Regions from separate parts of the Mus musculus genome. Here region 2 is linked to region 1. The links are chromatin contacts, called in public Micro-C maps. All regions are on one chromosome and are shown on one strand. Each heading gives the region's core, a stretch centred on a gene start, on an enhancer-like site or on the middle of the called end of the contact. The rest is flanking DNA. Distances are from core to core; before and after follow the strand shown.

The links. Hi-C and Micro-C count contacts between places; a contact is called where the count stands out from the background.
Region 2: a Micro-C map of embryonic stem cells shows a contact between it and region 1, with 5 times the contacts expected there. The contact joins the promoter of 1700019D03Rik here to the promoter of Mfsd6 in region 1. A contact is called at or near these places in 12 of 39 promoter capture datasets (the 3T3-L1 cell line, the C10 cell line, the HPC-7 cell line and 8 more), 2 of 484 Hi-C or Micro-C datasets (both in embryonic stem cells), 7 of 115 datasets of contacts at active chromatin or transcription factors (effector CD8 T cells and embryonic stem cells) and 1 of 9 other capture datasets (adipose tissue).

The regions. Positions count from the first base shown.
Region 1 is chr1:52,725,921-52,728,620 of GRCm38.p6, reverse strand. Mfsd6 (major facilitator superfamily domain containing 6) reads left to right here and starts at 1,303. Exons shown (of 6, transcript NM_178081.4): 1 at 1,303-1,598.
Region 2 is chr1:52,951,495-52,954,194 of GRCm38.p6, reverse strand. 1700019D03Rik (RIKEN cDNA 1700019D03 gene) reads left to right here and starts at 1,355. Exons shown (of 2, transcript NM_144953.3): 1 at 1,355-1,580.

The DNA of each region.
Region 1 (2,700 bases), core at 54-2,553:
GTTCTCTCTCTCTCTCTCTCTCTCTCTCTCTCTCTCTCTCTCTCTCTCTCTCTCTCTGTCTCTCTCTCTCTCATTTCCTTAATGCATGGACAGATCAGGAGAATGCTTGCTTTCTTTTTCACTTCCGTACTGGCTGGACAGATCAGGAGAATGTTGTCTTTCATGATAGCCCAACTGGGAACTTGAAGAGCTTTTCATTTCCACACAATGAGGGATCCAGCTGTCTCCAGGTCACACCAGAGCAGATATGTCATCCTTTGTACAAATCACCTTTATAATTTTCCTCTGAAACGCTAGCAGATACCGTCTTTGTTTAACTTCCACGTCTCAACATTTCAAGTGGTCTGTAATAAGGCGTATTGACTGCAGAAACTGTCCCTGGAAACGGGGGCTGAGCATCCAGCAACTGTATATTTATACTTTTTCATAAAGAAGGGCTTCACAATTTGAAGCGTCAGGGCCTATAAAGTGCTCTTTAGTAATGTCTTATGATGCAGAGCCTGGATTTTCTTCTACTTGTTTGTAATTTTGAACCTAGTTAACTTTCAGTCTCGTTTTGTAGCTGTAACAATAGATTAACATTGCTTACATCTATAGGATTCAATGGTATGTAAACAATGCTTCCCATGTAAGAAACGAATGTTCCTAAATGTTAGCTGTCATTATTGCTGGCTCTGGATTCTCTGCTCCCCATCACAGGCACGCACATACCCTTGTCAAACCAAACCTGTATACAATCTACTTGCTATCTGAATTTAACAAATGATACAGCTTAATTCTTAGAGTAACACCTGTGCTCAGGTCACTTCTTCATTAAGGTGCCATGTTCAGATGCTGTCTGGGTTCCAGAAGCTCCTGGAGCGAGCACTGTCTTTCTCCTAGCTGTTGTCTGCGGGGTCACCCGAGGACAGTTTACCAAGGTTGTGCCTAGAACCAGACAGCATGCATCTCATCAGCAGAGTTAGCTTTGAGGGTGGCACCTATTAAGTTCTGGAAAACTGATGGCTGTCACCACCCCTAGACCAGGTTGTTATTTACTTTGGGCTTCAAGTTCTTTCCAACACCCCATCAGAGATTAGGGAGTAAAACACCGCTCAGCCCGAGCGCAATGGGGTGTGGCGGAACGGGGATGGGGCATCGCCCACCTCTTCACTCTTTAGAATATGTCACGGCAGCCGGGGCTGGATACCGGGTCCCCCGGGCGGCCCCAGAGGGCGGGAGGCCGAGAGGAGGCGGCGGACGCATCCGCCGCCGCAGGAGGCGGAGCGCTGCACCTGGCGCCCGGTTCTCCAGCTCAGCCCTGAAACGGGTCCAGCCGGTCGGGAGCGAAGGCGGCGGCAGCGAGGCCAGGCCTGGGACCAAAGCGGCGAGGAGGAGCGGACAGAGGGGTTGCGCCGGACTGCGCCGGGCCAGCGCCATCGCTCGCCCCACCCGGCTTGCATCCAGCCGTCGCGCCCGCCGCACCCCCGGGAGAGGAGCTAGCCACCCAACCGACATGCGGCGCTCTGGCCTGCCCGCCGCCGCCCCGGCGCCCCGAGCGGCCGCCCCGCACCCCGGGGACAGGGCTCCCCGCGCCTCGCGCAGCTGAGCGCCTCCAGGTGAGTGGGTCGGCGCCGCCCCGGGGCCCCGGATCCTCCTCCGTGCACCTGCTGCGGGGTGGGCGCCGCCCCGGCCCGGGGCCTCCGAGCCTATCCCGCCCTCCCGGGTGCCGCCTGTCATCTCGGGGTGCAGGACAGCGGCGTCCCCCGCGCCCGCAGCACTTCCGCAAACGTAATTGGAGTCGGGAAAACAAAGGCGCTGCCCGGGAGCCCTTGGCCGCCGCCCGCCCGCAGCTGCTGCAGAAGGTGGGGGGCGCGGGTGGGCCCCGCGGGCCCAAGCCTGTCAGAGTCCGGTCCCGGCGTCGCCTTGGAGGTAAACATCCCCGGGAGAGAGGGGGAGGCGAGCTTGTCTTCATGGCCCTTGACAGTGTCCCCCTGTGTAGCAGGAGGAAACTGACATTGTCTGCCTCCCCCGTGGAAACAAATACAGGGGGCGGTACACCTCTTCCCGGGCTGCTACCTCCTTAGGAGAAATGTCCTACGGTGTGCGTGCGCGCTGAGCACTGAGCTTCAACTCAGGCTTGGGTCCCTCGCTTCACAGAGACTACCAGGTAGAGGAAAGATTCAGATGTAGCCCCTCCTCCTCCCTTTGCCCCTCCCCACGTGGTCTTGCCCGTGGATTACCACCCTTAAGTCTGGCACACTGTGCGTTTTGATTCTCCCACACGCCTGCGAAACCACAAACATTCCCTTTCATCAAAAAAAAAAAAAATTAATAAGCATGCCTACACCCACTGGGACATATAATACCTGCCAATCCATCGTAGAAATAACCTTGTGGAGTTGAAGTTTCAACTCCCAACCAGTGTCTAAGTAGTTTTGTGTCCTTTGGTTGTTGTTACATCATCCCAGGCTGCAGTTTTCTCACACAGAGAAAAAAGATGGATACAAGATGATAGTAATCCAGTCAAATCTCCTTTAACCTTGCTGGAGGTTCACGATGTTGTGTGTAGTTGTGTGTGATATTGTGTGTGATATTAGGTGTAGTTGAAAGTAGGCAGCATACAGTTTATGTGCTACCAGCAGCACTGTAAAAGAGAACATTGGGTAGGTCCATGTTCTGCACAGAGCATTGCTTCCTTGAGACCAGGCCCTAGCCAGC
Region 2 (2,700 bases), core at 106-2,605, 230 kb before region 1:
GATATGTTTGAGGCACAATATTTTCAGGTCAAAGTTACCTTAGCTGATTTGCACAGAACTAAACTAAAATGCTGGATTCACTTAAAGCTGAGCTAGGTCTGGAGGGACTTCTTAGATCCTTTGCTCTCTGAGTTAATTTTTTACTGAAATGGACCTCCAAAAGGCCCTGTTTATGTTAGCCTATAGGCTTCAGGCTTTTCTTTAGGAGTGGGGAGAGAGGAAAGTGCTGAAGTGTGTGTGTGTGTGTGTGTGTGTGTGTGTGTGCCCTTGGGTAGCATCTTCAACTGCTCTGGACCTAATTTACTTGAGTCAGGGTCCTTCATGAAACCTGAAGGTTGCCCCTTTGGCTGTGGGTTCTCAGGAATCCACTCATCTCTGCATCCCCGCCCCCCCCTCCCCCCAATCCTAAGGCTGGGCTCAGCCTAAGCATCTGCATCTGTAAAGCAAGGAACTGAGAGAGTTCTGCTGAGGTCCCTTGGGGCATGAATTTTGCATTGACAATCCATTGTAGGACAGGATGGAATAATGGTTCTTTTGTCATTCTCTTGGGGCGGTTACTGACGATGGGAATCACACAGACAGATGCAGGCATCTCATGGAATGAGGTCTAACTGAATAATGGCTATGTTTTGAGGCGCTTGTTTCCTTAAAGGGTAAGAATATGATCTTTCTTGATGTTTTGTTTTGAGAAACAAGCGTTTCGATATTTGGGTACTCGGGGATAGAAAAGTGCAATACTGGACGCATTTTTAAATTTAGAAGTGCTTGGTGCACTTCCGAGTGCACTGGGGCAAAGTACTTAGGTCTGGTGGTGTCTTAGGGTAGAGCTGCGAGGCGTGGCGTTGGGATCAAAACAGGTTTGACTGCTAAACTGGCACTGGAGCAGCGCAGCCTTCAGGGGAGGGCCCCGGGGCAGGTGACAGGAGATCACCTGCGGGGCTGGCGCCACGCTGCAGCACCGGACGAGCCGCGCCTGCTCCCACGTGGACAGAGATCAGGTGATGTCTCAGTCCAGGTGGCTCTGGGGATGTGGGGCAGGAGAGGGAGATACAAGCTCACTTAGCTTTCATACTTGGTGGTCTGGATCTTGCTGGGGAGGTGGAGCCGTGTGTGAATAGGTTGCCGGGTGGGAGTGCGAGCTGTGGCCCAGCACTTCGGATCCCTTTGGTTGTGCTTGGAACCCAATGCTGTTGGGCAGGGGTAGCCCCTGGCGGTGCCAACACTGAGGGTTGTGCTCCGTAGCCGCGGGTCCCTTGGCTCCACTTTCAGGGAGCGAGCCGCGAACTCGTGAGCAGTTCTGGGAGGAGGGGGGTGGATTAGGAGGGGTGCAGGGGGAGGAGCCGGGACCACTGCCGAAGGACGTCCGCCCTACTCCAGGGGAGACGTTGTCTCTGCTGCCCGGCCATGCCGCACCTTTTCAGGCTTCGGCTCCCTTCCTGAGGCCCCGCCCTGGGGGGCAGCACCCACCCTGGGAGCCCGGGCTGCGGCCAGGGGCATGAGAACAGCCAAGCGCCCGCGCCTCCTCGGCCGAGGCCGCGCAGACTTGCGATGGCGGTGCAGCTGGCCCGCTGCAGTGTAGGGTAAGTGAACATCTGGAAGGTGGGTGTCCTGCTCCGATGCTGTGACCTTTTGACTTTCCAACCCAGGAAAGCCGGAGTTGCAGTAGTTAATTTTATCTAACATTTCACAGCCAGCTGTCCTGGACACAACCTCACATCCTAGGTTCCTTAATTGAGCCTTTAGCTCCATCTTCTGATCTTGTTCCGAGCCCACAAACTAAAGTATTTCATTGCTCATTGCAAGATGCAGGTTCATCCTCCTCCCCACCTGAAGAATGAATGGAGGTTTTCCGGTAAGGACACTACATGCACAAGTCAAGCTGTCAGGCTTGTGCTGAGTGGCACATGATTAGCAGAGTGTCTGTACTCTTGGAAGCTGTGGGAGGCTGAATCCTGAGGGGAAATGATGCAAATGAAAGAGAAATGAAAGAATAGACAGTGGGAGCCCAGCTACCAGAGAAAGCTCCAGACGCAGTCCAGTCGTTTCTCTTCTATTGCTGTTTTGACCCCTCCCCCATCTTTTACTGAAGGTAACAAAACAACATAAACTAGTGGGTAAACTGTCCACCTCTTTTTAAAGATCCGTCACTGCCCGTATATATGAGATGGAGATTTTTGGCAAAATTTCAGGGGGATAATATAGCTAAGCACGAGTCAAGAAAATCCGTTTTTCCTTTGAAAGGGGTTTTATTTCCTGACACAGCTATCTTGTATGTATGGATGGGAAATGGTATTAAGTATAGCAGAAAGGTTCTGGGAAAAATAGTAACTTCATATTTACTCTTTTCTTTCTTTTTTTCTTTTTGCTGTGTAAGAAAAATAACTGTAGGTACATTATGAGATAATAAGGGTACTTTAAACTGTGGTCTGCCCTCAGGCAATTTCAGTATGCTGTCCACACAGCACTGCTGCCAGAAGCCAGGTTCTGATTGGCCACTTCAGTGTGAGGAACTCAGTGTTTGGAGTTATATCCTGCTCCTGTCAGAAAAGCCGTGTTTACACTGAGCTGACTTCTGCTTGTGTCTCCTCAGTCCTGCCCCAGCCAACAACCTTTCAACTTCCAAGATTACATTCAGGATGTCTACTTCTCTTTGAAAAGAAAGTCTAAAACTTTAAATTTGGAGCTCACTCCCTAAAAAAA